2 separate regions of the Ovis aries genome follow, and region 1 is linked to region 2. Evidence: chromatin contacts called from public Hi-C data. All regions are on one chromosome and are shown on one strand. The core of a region is the stretch at or near the end of the contact, and the rest is flanking DNA. Distances in the headings are between cores, read along the strand shown. Region 1 holds the start of LOC101115808 (ATP-binding cassette sub-family A member 9). Region 2 holds the start of ABCA10 (ATP binding cassette subfamily A member 10).

The links. Hi-C and Micro-C count contacts between places; a contact is called where the count stands out from the background.
Region 1: a contact with region 2 is called in a Hi-C map of tail adipose tissue, with 4 times the contacts expected there. The contact joins the promoter of LOC101115808 here to the promoter of ABCA10 in region 2. A contact is called at or near these places in 5 of 16 Hi-C or Micro-C datasets (hypothalamus, liver, omental adipose tissue and 1 more).

Annotation. Positions count from the first base shown.
Region 1 is chr11:60,665,124-60,670,863 of ARS-UI_Ramb_v3.0, reverse strand. LOC101115808 (ATP-binding cassette sub-family A member 9) reads right to left here and starts at 1,771. Exons shown (of 40, transcript XR_009595429.1): 1 at 1,578-1,771.
Region 2 is chr11:60,536,262-60,542,075 of ARS-UI_Ramb_v3.0, reverse strand. ABCA10 (ATP binding cassette subfamily A member 10) reads right to left here and starts at 1,784. Exons shown (of 38, transcript XM_060395068.1): 1 at 1,574-1,784.

The DNA.
Region 1 (5,740 bases), core at 522-3,021, 130 kb before region 2:
AGTGATGATACATCCTCCAGAAAGGAGCACAGCCTTGCTGGTCCAGTGACACCCAGCTCCCACTTCTTACCTCCAAGCTGTACAGTGATACAGCTCTTTATGAGTTAAGCCATTAAGTGTGTGGCCATTTGTTTATAGCAGCGATTGAAACCTAACACCAGGAGCAAAAGAGGAGTCTGAGCACATGCAGTCAGGGAACAAGACGGAAGAGGCCCTGCAGTCGGTCGGTCCAGAACGAGGGCCTCGGGGCACACAAAGAAGATGACTGGAGAGTCCGTCTGGGCTGTACCTCGTTGGAGGAACACAAGAGGGCATGGATTCAGGTTTAGAACCTGTCCAGGAAGGAAGGGTTTAGAAGCTGCGTGGATGAGCTCCTGATGATAACGTCATCGTCAGAGCAGACTGCGGCAGCTGAGGCTCTGACTGAAACCGAACCAGAATCCTTCCAGGGCTTCTCGGGTGCCCCGGTCGCTACGAACCTGCTTTGCAGTGCAAGGGCCACCCTGGTCTGGGAAGATCCCGGTCGTGCAGAGCCACTGAGCCCATGAGTCTGAGCCTGTGTCTAAAGCCTGCAAGCCGCAAGCACTGAAGCCCGAGGGCCCTGGAGCCCGTGATCCGCAACAGCAGACGCCCCAGAGGCAAACAAGAAAGGAAACTCGGATAGTAAACATTTCCAGTTAGGAAACCAGAGCTCCCGGAGACCGTGGTGTCTAGAAGGGTTAACACACTGCTGGGGTCTCCTCTGCTTTCTTGCTGTGGATGGATGCGTGTGCTGGAGAATATTTTAAAGAATAATGAACATGATCTAGTCATGATTGTGGTGTTTCTAACTGTTAAGGCTGATTTTTTTTTTTTTTTCCACAGCATGTCCTGATCGGAAATAAAAATACCATTCACTGTAGTTGCACAAAACATCTATTTAGCTTAAATTGCTCTGAATAGGAGCCCGTGTGATCTGGAAATAATAACTTGGCTATAAAAGCCAGTCATTTCCTATTCAGACAGAATTCCCAGTATTCAGAGAATAAACATGTTACACAATAAATTTCACAAAAATTGAGGATGATAAACAAAGTCAATGAAAATATAGCCTTAAGATTTCTTGATGAAGCCATTTAAATCATTTAAATACTCAGAACCTTAGGTCTCTGGTTAAAAAAAAAAATTAATACTCAGAAAATCATGTATCACCCCAATGCATGTAAAGCCTCTGGCAACAAAATTGAAAATGAACAAAAAAGAATAAGTAATTCTTACAGTTTGAGAAATACAGCTCATTCTTGTAAAGAGGCAACATAAAGTCACATTCCTTTCAGCTTATCCAATAGTCTCTTAGATAAAACATGCTATTTGTCCAAACATGCTTTAGTCATTGGGTAAAAATTTAAATAAATCTTGGTTCTCTACATGGTTATTTAGCAATACAATATGAAATACTCAGATAATTTGAAAAATCAGAATGACTTGCTAACACCATCCTGCATCTAATAGTTCTCATCCAAGTGTTTGGCATTCCCTGTTTGAAGTCACACGTTATATTTTCATATGCAAAACCACGATTTCAGAGGTTAACTTACTCTCAGGAAAGCTGGAGCAAGACTCCAGAAACAGTTCATCCACGGGTCTCCGCGGGTCCTGGAGAACAATTCACATTCCTTTTGGGTCACTACTACATCACGCTTTTAATTTCATGTTTATTGTGAATAGTTCCGTGTAGAATGATTTCCGAAAAGGATTATGGTCTTAATTCAGCCAGACTGCCAAAAACTCTGTGCTCACATCACATGGTGACTTCTTTGCAGTTTTCCATTTCTCTGTCTCCCTGCCAGCTCCTGAGCAGGGCGTTTGCGGCTGCAGATGGCTGGCTGGACACAGCGAGCGTAAGTACTATCGATTCAAAGAGAAGCTAGTCTCTCCAATTAGCTTTTTCATAAAGGCCCTCATGGGAGAGCTGGCTCCCAACACAGTCTTTTAAAGAAACATAAGTAAAGAAACAGTTTGGAACAGAGCAGAAACAAGTAAAAAAGAAAAAAAAATGACATGGAGAAGGGAACGGCAACCCACTCCAGTATTCTTGGGAGAATCCCATGGACAGAGAAGCCAGGCGGGCTATTGTCCATGGGGTCTCAAAGAGTTGGGCACGACTGAGCAGCTCACACACACACACACACACACACACACACTCTGTGCTGAGCCCGGGGGATGCCTGTGAGAAGCACGCATGCACCCATTCGGAAAAAAAAAAAAAAAAGAAAAATACAGAAACGGGCCAGAAAGCAACTCGAAAGTCTCCATTGAAATTTAGTTCTTAAAATCTGGATATAGAAATATGGCGATGAAGAATGTAATTTTTTTTAAGGGAACAAAATGAACTGAATTTTCATCTTCATCTGAGTTGGGTTGCATGCCAGCTACCTGCAGCACCCTTCTTGCAGTGGGCAACAGGAGGGTCCTTAGAGCAACAGCGCCTAAAAGCACCTGCCCTCCCAAGGTGGACAAGCTTGTTATTTCTGCAGAAGTGCCAGAAGGCAGACTACTTTCTCCGTTAGCAGCCGCTGGTTCCTGCTGTGTATTGGTTTCATATTTTACTGAAGAAACATTTTTAACAGGTAAGAGCTGCCATTCCATCTTTTTTTGGGCATTTCAGGTAAATCAAAGACGAGGCAATTCTAAAAAAAAGTGAAAAAGTTGCTCATGAAATTGCGTGAAATTGTAACTTCATGAAAGTATAATTCATGGAGAAGAAAGGTGAGTAGGGGCCAGCGTCTCTCTGCTCGCTGCGGGGGTCTGTTACGGTCCCCTGTACTGTAACTACTTTCTGAAAACGCCCCTGAGGGCATATGCTGTTCGGGTAATTCTCAAACCAAGTAGACTCATCCGTTTCCTACAGGCTGTGGTAATCGCGTGAGATCGTCCTCATTCACCTCCCATTCTCTCATATTTGTTCCCTTGCAAATTGTATGAGTCCAGAAATTGCTAGGCTAGCAAAATAGAGGCAGGTTGAACTCACTAAGGCCTACGACTGTCAAACAAAGACAGGCTCTGATTGTTTCTGTACGTCTGCTGTCTCCTCCAGAAGATACGAAATTATCATACTCAATAACACCTGCCAGAGAATATAACGTGGACATTTTGTTTTCAGCTGAACTTTGTATCTAGGAGAGAGATTATGTCTTCTGACCCCAGCTGGCTTCTGGACTGGATTCTTTCCTTTCAACACCCTGGCCTCTTCCCTGACCATGTGGCAATCTTTATAGTGTCATAACACAGCAAGCACACCCGCATGAATCCTCTTTTTCAACATTTTCTTGATCAAGTCATGTCTGCACTCTCCTAAATAAGCTTTAGTTTCAGCTTCCCAATTAAAAAAAATTGTCCTGTTGGGATTTCAAAAGTGGAATAGCGCTAATTTTGGAGCAGAATGCCCTTATGAAGCAATCACATATGGTATTTATTATGTGCAAGGCACAGTGAAATATTGCCACACTGAATAAACATAAGACTCTCATGAGGTGGGCATTACCATGCCTGCTCATTTGTGTCTGGCTCTTTCGAGACACTTTGGCTTGTAACCCACCAGGCTCCTCTGTCCATGGGATTCTCCAGAGAGATTCTCCAGTGTTCTCCAGGCAAGAACACTGGAGTGGTTGCCAGGTCCTCCTCCAGGGGATCTTCCTGACCCGTGGATGGAACCCAGGGCTGTGTCTCCTGCATTGGCAGGCAGATTCCTAACCTCTGAGCCACCTGGATGTCGGGATCAGCCCAACAACGAACCAACCCGAGGGAGCGGTGCTGCAGAAGAATAAAGAAAAAGAAGACTCAGAAATTAAGTGGGGACCAGGGGGCTGACCACTTGCAGGCAACGTGAGAGTGAGGTTGCTCAGTCGTGTCCGACTGTTTGCGACCCGTGGACTGCAGCCCACCAGGCTTCTCCGTTCACGGGATTCTCCAGGCAAGAATACTGGAGTGGGTTGCCATTCCCTTCTCCTGTCTTTTGCAGGCAGAACCCAGATCCCAGTTCTCGCGTGTCTTCTATTGTTAACTTCTGCTTCCTTGTTCATGCTCTAGAGCTATCTGTTCTTTACAATCTCAGATTGGGGATAAAGATACACAAGGCACAGGCCTCAGTGTCAAACCTGCAGGCCTTTCATGACTGTTCAGCTTTTGGGCTAGTGACGCCGTTTCTCAGCAGCTCCCTCAAGGCTCTGGTTACGGGAACAGTCACTAAGGGTTTTCCTTCAGTCACATCAGTACCTCAACACCTTGTTTTCAAGATCTTTCCATGATGTACTTTTTACTGCTCCCAGCCCTTCGCCTGGGGGCGATGCGAAAGTCATTCTTATTTTTCAAAGAAGCCTCGTTAATTATAGTACAGGGCTATGCATAGCATATCCCCTTCACTGGAAAGCCCAGGCATTCGTATAATCACTCCTATTTCACAGATGAGTAAAATGAGTCCCTGAGCTCAAATAACTTGCACAAAATCAAACAGCTGGCGAGCAACAGAACCTGGGTTAAACCCCACCCTCAGCCTGGGAGCTCAAATGACAATGCTGTGCCGTGAGCCCTCTGCGAGCCTCACGGGAGGTGCTTGGTTTGACAGCTCTCCTTGACTTTGCCTCCCGTGATTTGCAGCAGCATCCTCTGGTGCCGGAAGTCAGATGCTGTCCTTTGGAGCTGACGCATCCTCCTGGACGCCCTCCTGGCGATTTGTGCAGAGTACCTGGGGCCGTGGGGCTTGTGTGCAGCCCTCAAAGCCGCACCAGGTCAAAGTGTAAAGCCCTGAACTGCCAAGAGAGCACGCAGCAGCCCAGAAGCCTGACAGAGGCGGGGACGCTGCTCTTTCCCAGTCTTCGCTGCTCTCGCCCTTCACCCTTCCTGACCTAGCCTACATTTGGGTTTTGGTAGATTCTCTCTCAAAATTTCCTTGTTTCTTAAAAATATAACAAGGATATTTCACTTGGTCCTGCTTTATGAACTTCTTTTTTGTCTCGCCACACCCTTTGTATGACATATTACTGTCCTCCAGTCTTATCTGCAGGCCCATTTCTTGGGCATCTTTTAGCCTCTCTCCATGACCTGCCTGCGCTTCCCAAGTGGCTCAGAGATAAAGAACCTGCCTGCCAATTCAAGAGACACAGGAGATGCAGGTGAATCCCTCGGTTGAGAAGATCCCCTGGAGAAAGGAATGGCTACACACTCCAGTATTCTTGCCTAGACAATCCCATGGACAGAGGAGCTTGGCTGCTGGGGGCCAGCGTGAGGAGCTCCACCCATGGCAAAGGTCATGAGGAAGGAGGCTTGGCATATGCAAAGGCGTGATCAAGCCTCAGGAAACCCCCTGTTCCCGAGCATCTACCCCCAAAACCAGAGTTTGTTTTATGCTCTCACCTACACCTCTGACTTTACGGGGGGCTCTCCCCCATAGCCGTTTCTCTCGGAGAAGGAGTAAACGCGCAGCTCCAAGGCAATAAAAACTCCTGGGCGTGACAAGAGTGTTTCAGCTTACGGACTGCTCTGAAGGTTATCTAGCCCGTCTGTATAGGTTCATCCAGCCACATGTGATTGTTTACAGCCTCCCAATCTGAGAGGCACGAGATGTTTTAGACTTACTAAAGGCAAATTCTTTCGGGGAGTTGGAAATTATTAGTATAGTGGGTTGGTTAGGAATTATATTGGTGAAGGGTTCTTCATTTGTTGTGTCAATAATTGCTGCTAATTCCCTCCCCTGGGTGGGACA
Region 2 (5,814 bases), core at 535-3,034:
CTGCCACATCCTGACTTTGCAACAATCTAAAGCAAATAACTAACACAACATTGCAAATCAAGTGTACTCCAGTAAAAATAAATTAAATCAGAGAATAAGACGTTAGCAACGTTAAGACCCTGATGCTGGGAAAGATTGAAGGCAGGAGGAGAAGGGGGCGACAGAGGATGAGACGGTTGGATGGAATCACCGACTCAGTGGACATGAGTTTGAGTAAACTCTGGGAGATGGTGAAGGACAGGGAAGCCTGGTGTGCTATAGTCTGTGGGGTCGCAGAGAGTCGGACATGATTTAGTGACTGAACAACAATAAAGTTTAGAATCCAAAACACATTTGCCTTTGACTTAGTACTTTTTAAAAATGCATAACGGGAATAAAACCTCCTCTGGTTTTCTGTCCACTGGAGATCTGCACTTTGAAAGGCACGCTTTTGGAGGCTGATGTGATGACATCTAGTGGTAAACACAGAGGATGAGACGGTTGGACAGCATCACCGACTCGATGGACATGAGTCTGAGTAAACTCTGGGAGCTGGAGATGGACGGGGAGGCCTGGCGTGCTGCACGGTCCCTGGGGCCACAGAGTCAGACACGACTGAGCGACTGAACCGACTGACTGAGCGAGTGGTAAAGAATCTGCCTGCAAACGCAGAAGACAGTCCCCAGGTGGGGAGTAATCCCCTAGAGGAGAAAAGGGCAGCCCACTCCAGGGTCCTTGCCTGGAGAATCCCGTGGCAGAGGAGCCTGGTGGGCTGCAGTCCATGGGGTCACACAGAGTCGGATACGACTCACACACAGAGGAAACCAAGGGGAATCACTGCACAGGCCTTCTCAGGGACCCAGGGCACATTTCTACTCTTGAAACTCACGGGTCCCCCTTTAGGACTTAAGTCTGTCGGACACACAGCTGGAAACCAGGAGCCTGGGCTAGCGAGTGCGACTCGCTGCTGCTGCGTGTAGACCGCCACGCGTGTCAGAGGGGTCTCCTCTGTTTTCAGTTTAAAATGCCAGAGATGATCATTTGGTATCACGGTTCTGGTGACTTGCATGCACTCGAATAAATGCTGATGCTACATACAAACTGCAGCATTTATAGAACTTGCTGGGTTTCCTTTTCTTGATGAAAGGAAAAGGTAAAGCTACCAAATGCCAAAACAATCTCTAACTTCTAACTTGAGAAAGTTTCTAAGGGAAAACATTCATCTTCATGAAAAGAACATAGAAAAAACCACGAGGAGAAGCAACTTGTCCTGTTCGTGCACGGTCCCAAGAAACAAAACTCTGCAGGGTCTCAAATGGCCAACCAGACAAGCGCAGACCCGACAGAGAAAGAGAACACCCTTTGCACACGTTTCTGGATCTGCCTTGCACTTTGCTATCATGCTACACCACCATTTGACTGCGTTGAGAAAATGAAACTCCTCATCAGGTCCACCACACAGAACAGAATAATTTAGAAATATCACAACTATATAATAATTTTAACCATGTCAATCAAGACGCTTGCCATTGATTCTGCCCTTTGTACCTCATTACCTTATGCGGAATGAAAGGTAAAAACAAACTCAACTTACTGTCAGGAAAGTAAGAGTGAAGGGCACCTTTGATGCCCTGGTTTCTTTCTGTCCAGGAGAGTTTAAAGAATCCTTCAAGAGCTTCCCTTAGAGCTGTCTTCATTCAGTCTGGCTTCTGCAAACAGGCCGTGGTCTGTGTGGAAAGCGCCTGCCAGACACATCCTCTGCTTGGGAAGCTGCTTTCCTCTCGAGTCTTTCCTCCCGTCCAGCTGTGCCACAGGGAGGCTGCAGCCGCAGACCGTGCCCAAGGCTGTCACGTGCGCTTGCTATTGCTGTATCTTTCTGGCACAGGCAAAACAGCAATCAGATTCCAAAAGGGATTTTTAAAAACCCAGGCCTGAGTAAGTCTCTATTAGCTCTGAATTATTAAAACTTTGAGAGCCAACACAGAAGAGAACAGATTTAAAAGAAGGGAAGTTGAACGGAGGCCGTGAGAATGATCTCAGAAACGAGAGTAACTTATACAGGAAAAATGTGAGCGAAGACTTTCCCGCACGGCAGGCAGCTAAGTGGTGTTTGCGGCTGCTTGGCTCCTATGAGCCAGGAAGTATGCGTCTTATGCAAGCGCGCTTGGTTCTGTCTGACTCTTTTCGACCCCACAGACTGTGTAGCCCACCAGGCTCCTCTGTCCATGGGATTCTCCAGGCAAGAATACTGGAGTGGGTTGCCATTTCCTCCTTCAGGGGATCTTCCTGACCCAGGGACTGAACCCTTATCTCCTAGGTCTCCTGCACTGGTAGGTGGATTCTTTACCACTGCATCCCCTGGGAAGCTGCTAAAAAGTATGCTAAGGGTTTACAATGAATTATTTAATTTACACTCAAAGCAAACCTGTGCGGTGGGTAGGATATTTTTACACATTTCATAGGTTAGAAACAGGAGACTCAAAGGTGACATTATTTGCAGATGTTCAAATAAAACCTAGTAAATTCAAATAATTTAGACTAGATGGGCAGAATGGTTATTTTTTTAAGCTGCAAAAATACTGGACATTCTCAGAATTGTAAATAAACCCATCTTTCACAATTTTAACTGTAATCAGCACATTTCTTGGGGATGTGTACACAATAACCACTCAGGAAAGTGAAGGACAGAGAGAGGGTGGGGCACTCAGAATACTGGAGCTGTTTCCATTTTCATTAAGATTATGGAAATAAGGACTTGCCTGGTGGTCCACTGGCTAAGATTCCACACTCCCAGCGCAGGAGGCCTGGAGTCAATCCCTGCTCAGGGAACTAGGTCCTGCATGCCCCAACTAACATCTGGCACAGTCAAACGACATTTAAAAGAAAAAAAAAGAATATGGAAATAAACATTTTATTTGAGTTTCATTGGATCCCCTCCTGTCGTTAGCCACACTCCTCTTGTTTCCCCACTCGTTCTTTGCTGGAAGTACAAGTCCATGGACTAGAAAACAACAAATATTTAACCTGGTTCCAATCCCAGGCATGGATGACAATATTTATTTTAATGGATGGGAAAAACAACTTAAAATCGTATCATAATAGACACACGCTTTCTCAGTAACCTGCATTGAAAGGGTAACGCACCCATCTCCGTAACTTTAAGGACTGTAGTCTCCAATGTGATGCAGTGAAGCGGTTACAGGGTTAGGTGTTCTGAGACCCGCATTTCTAACTGTCACGCATAGGTGCTTGCCTCGGACAGGTGACATCTGTAAGAGGCTCCGACTCTTCCTGGTCCGGCTTCTGTGCCTTGATAACAGTGCAGCTCTACTATGGGGTCACAATTCTGAAATCCGCCAGACCGGGGTTTATGGGTAACTGCGCTGCGCGATGTCAACCCAGCCCTCATCACCCCACTTACAGATCTATATTTCTTGTTAAAATTGAAATATAGTTGATTCACAATATCATGCTAGTTTCAGGGATACAACAATGGGATTCGATTATCTCTATTTTCTAAGACTCTTTTACCTTATAGGTTATTACAAGACATTGACTCGAGTTCCTGAGCTATACAGTAGGTTGCTGCTGTTATTTATTTTACATACAGTGGTGTGCATCCTTTACCCCACACTCCTGACTTATCCCTCCCCCGTTCTCGCTCCCATTTGATACACACAGGTTTTCTATCTCTGCGAGTGTTTCTGTTTTGTATATGGATTCATGGGAATCATTTTTCAGATTCCACATGCAAGGGACATCATGTAATATTTGTCTTTCTCTGACTTACTTCACCAAGTATAATTATCTCCGGGTTCATCTATGTTACTGCAAATGGCAATATTGCATTCTCATTTATGGCTGAGTAATATCTCCCCCCCACCCGTCACACACACGTGTATAGGTACAGGCATGTTTCATGTCTTCCTCAGCCATTTGTTGATGGCGGTTCGGTTTTCCGGCTCTTGATGATTACAGCTGTGACGAGCACTGTAAACACAGCTGCAATGAACGCAGGGTGCATGCGTCTTTTGAGGTTACAGTTTTTTGCAATATACGCCCCTGGGCTTCCCAGGTGCCACGAGTGGTGGTCAAGAACCCGCGGTCACGGCGGGAGAGGAAAGAGAGGCAAGTGGGGTCCCTGGGTGGGGAAGGGCCGCTGGAATAGGTAACCCACTCCTGCATTCCTGCCTCGGAAATCCCGCGGAGAGAGGGACCCAGCAGTCCACAGAGGCTGGAAGAGCTGGACGCGACTGCTCAACCGTATTTGGGGCTCTCCATGCTGGCCCCCCAGCAGCACCAGGGGACAGGCCCAGGCAGGAGGCTGCCTCTCTGGGCCTCTTTCTGATCTCCCCTGCCTCCTCTCTCCGGCCCTGAGCGCTGGTCTGCACCTTTGCTCTGGAGGGCACCCGAGGTGCCCCTGGAAAGCGCCCCGCCCCGCCCCAAACTCAAGCCGGAGACCCACAGGTCACTTCATGGCTAAAGCCTCGCTAACCGCCTGGAACATTCGAGAACCGGCAGGTGCGGGGCAGGGACGCAGGGGCGGATGCCGCGGGGCCGCGGCGCTGTCACACCGACCTTAGTTTGTAAAAAACCCCGCAGTTTCTGCCAGGCGCAGTAGAGCGAGAGCCGCGTGGCCACGCAGTCATTGCTTGTTCACACCTCCCGCGTCCCGGCATGGAACCAAGCGGGCCGAACCCGAATCCGGGCGCAGGAAGGAGGCAGCCCACTCCCCGCCTCCCAGGGATGGGACACGGAAGGTTCGCGAAGCGGGGGCTCACGCACCAGGCGGGTCCAGGGCCTGGGGCGCTCAAGAGCATCTCCTGAGTTCACGTAGACGCCTCAACCGGGTTTGGTCACATGTCAGTCCCGACGGGCTGCGCAGACACAACAGCCCCCGTGGAGGCTGCGCCCTGGGAACGGCTCCCCGGGGAAGGGTGGGACTCTGGGGGCAGAGGGCAGGGACAGAGAACCTTCCAGGGCGGCGAGGGCCAGGGCCCCTGCGATAGCTGGATCCAGGTTTGGGGTCAACCAGCGGTCACCTCCTCCTGATGAACCACCCTGCTACCAAGAGCTGATGTTTGCATTTATAACTGAATTTTAGGAGAATTTACTTCTTTATCATATTAAATGTGCCCTCTCCTAATGTGATGAAACTGTTTTGAGGTCACTTTTATGTCTCTCAATAAAATGCATATAATTGACCCTAAAATTATTCCCTGTCTTTTGCAAGATGTATTGGTACATAGTGTAGACTTTCCATTACTAACATGATAGGATCTTTTTAAAGAAGAAAAAACCACCACATTTTCTAATTAGTTAACTGCTTCCCTGGTGGCTCAGAGGTAAAGAATCTGCCTGCACTGCAGGAGACATGTGTTGGATCCCCGGATCAGGAAGAGCCCCTGGAGAAGGAAATGGCAACCCATCCAGCATTCTTGCCTGGAGAATCCCATGGCCAGAGGAGTCTGGCCAGGCTACAGCCCATAGGGTCACAGAAGAGTTGGGCAGGACCGAGTGACTAAACAAATTAATTGCTGCTTGTCCAGACCACCTGACCTGCCTCTTGAGAAACCTATATGCAGGTCAGGAAGCAACAGCTAGAACTGGACATGGAACAACAGACTGGTTCCAAATAGGAAAAGGACTACGTCAAGGCTGTATATTGTCACCCTGCTTATTTAACTTACATGCAGAGTATATCGTGAGAAACGCTGGGCTGGAAGAAGCACAAGCTGGAATCAAGATTGCTGGGAGAAATATCAATAACCTCAGATATGCAGATGATACCACCCTTATGGCAGAAAGTGAAGAGGAACTAAAAAGATTCTTGAT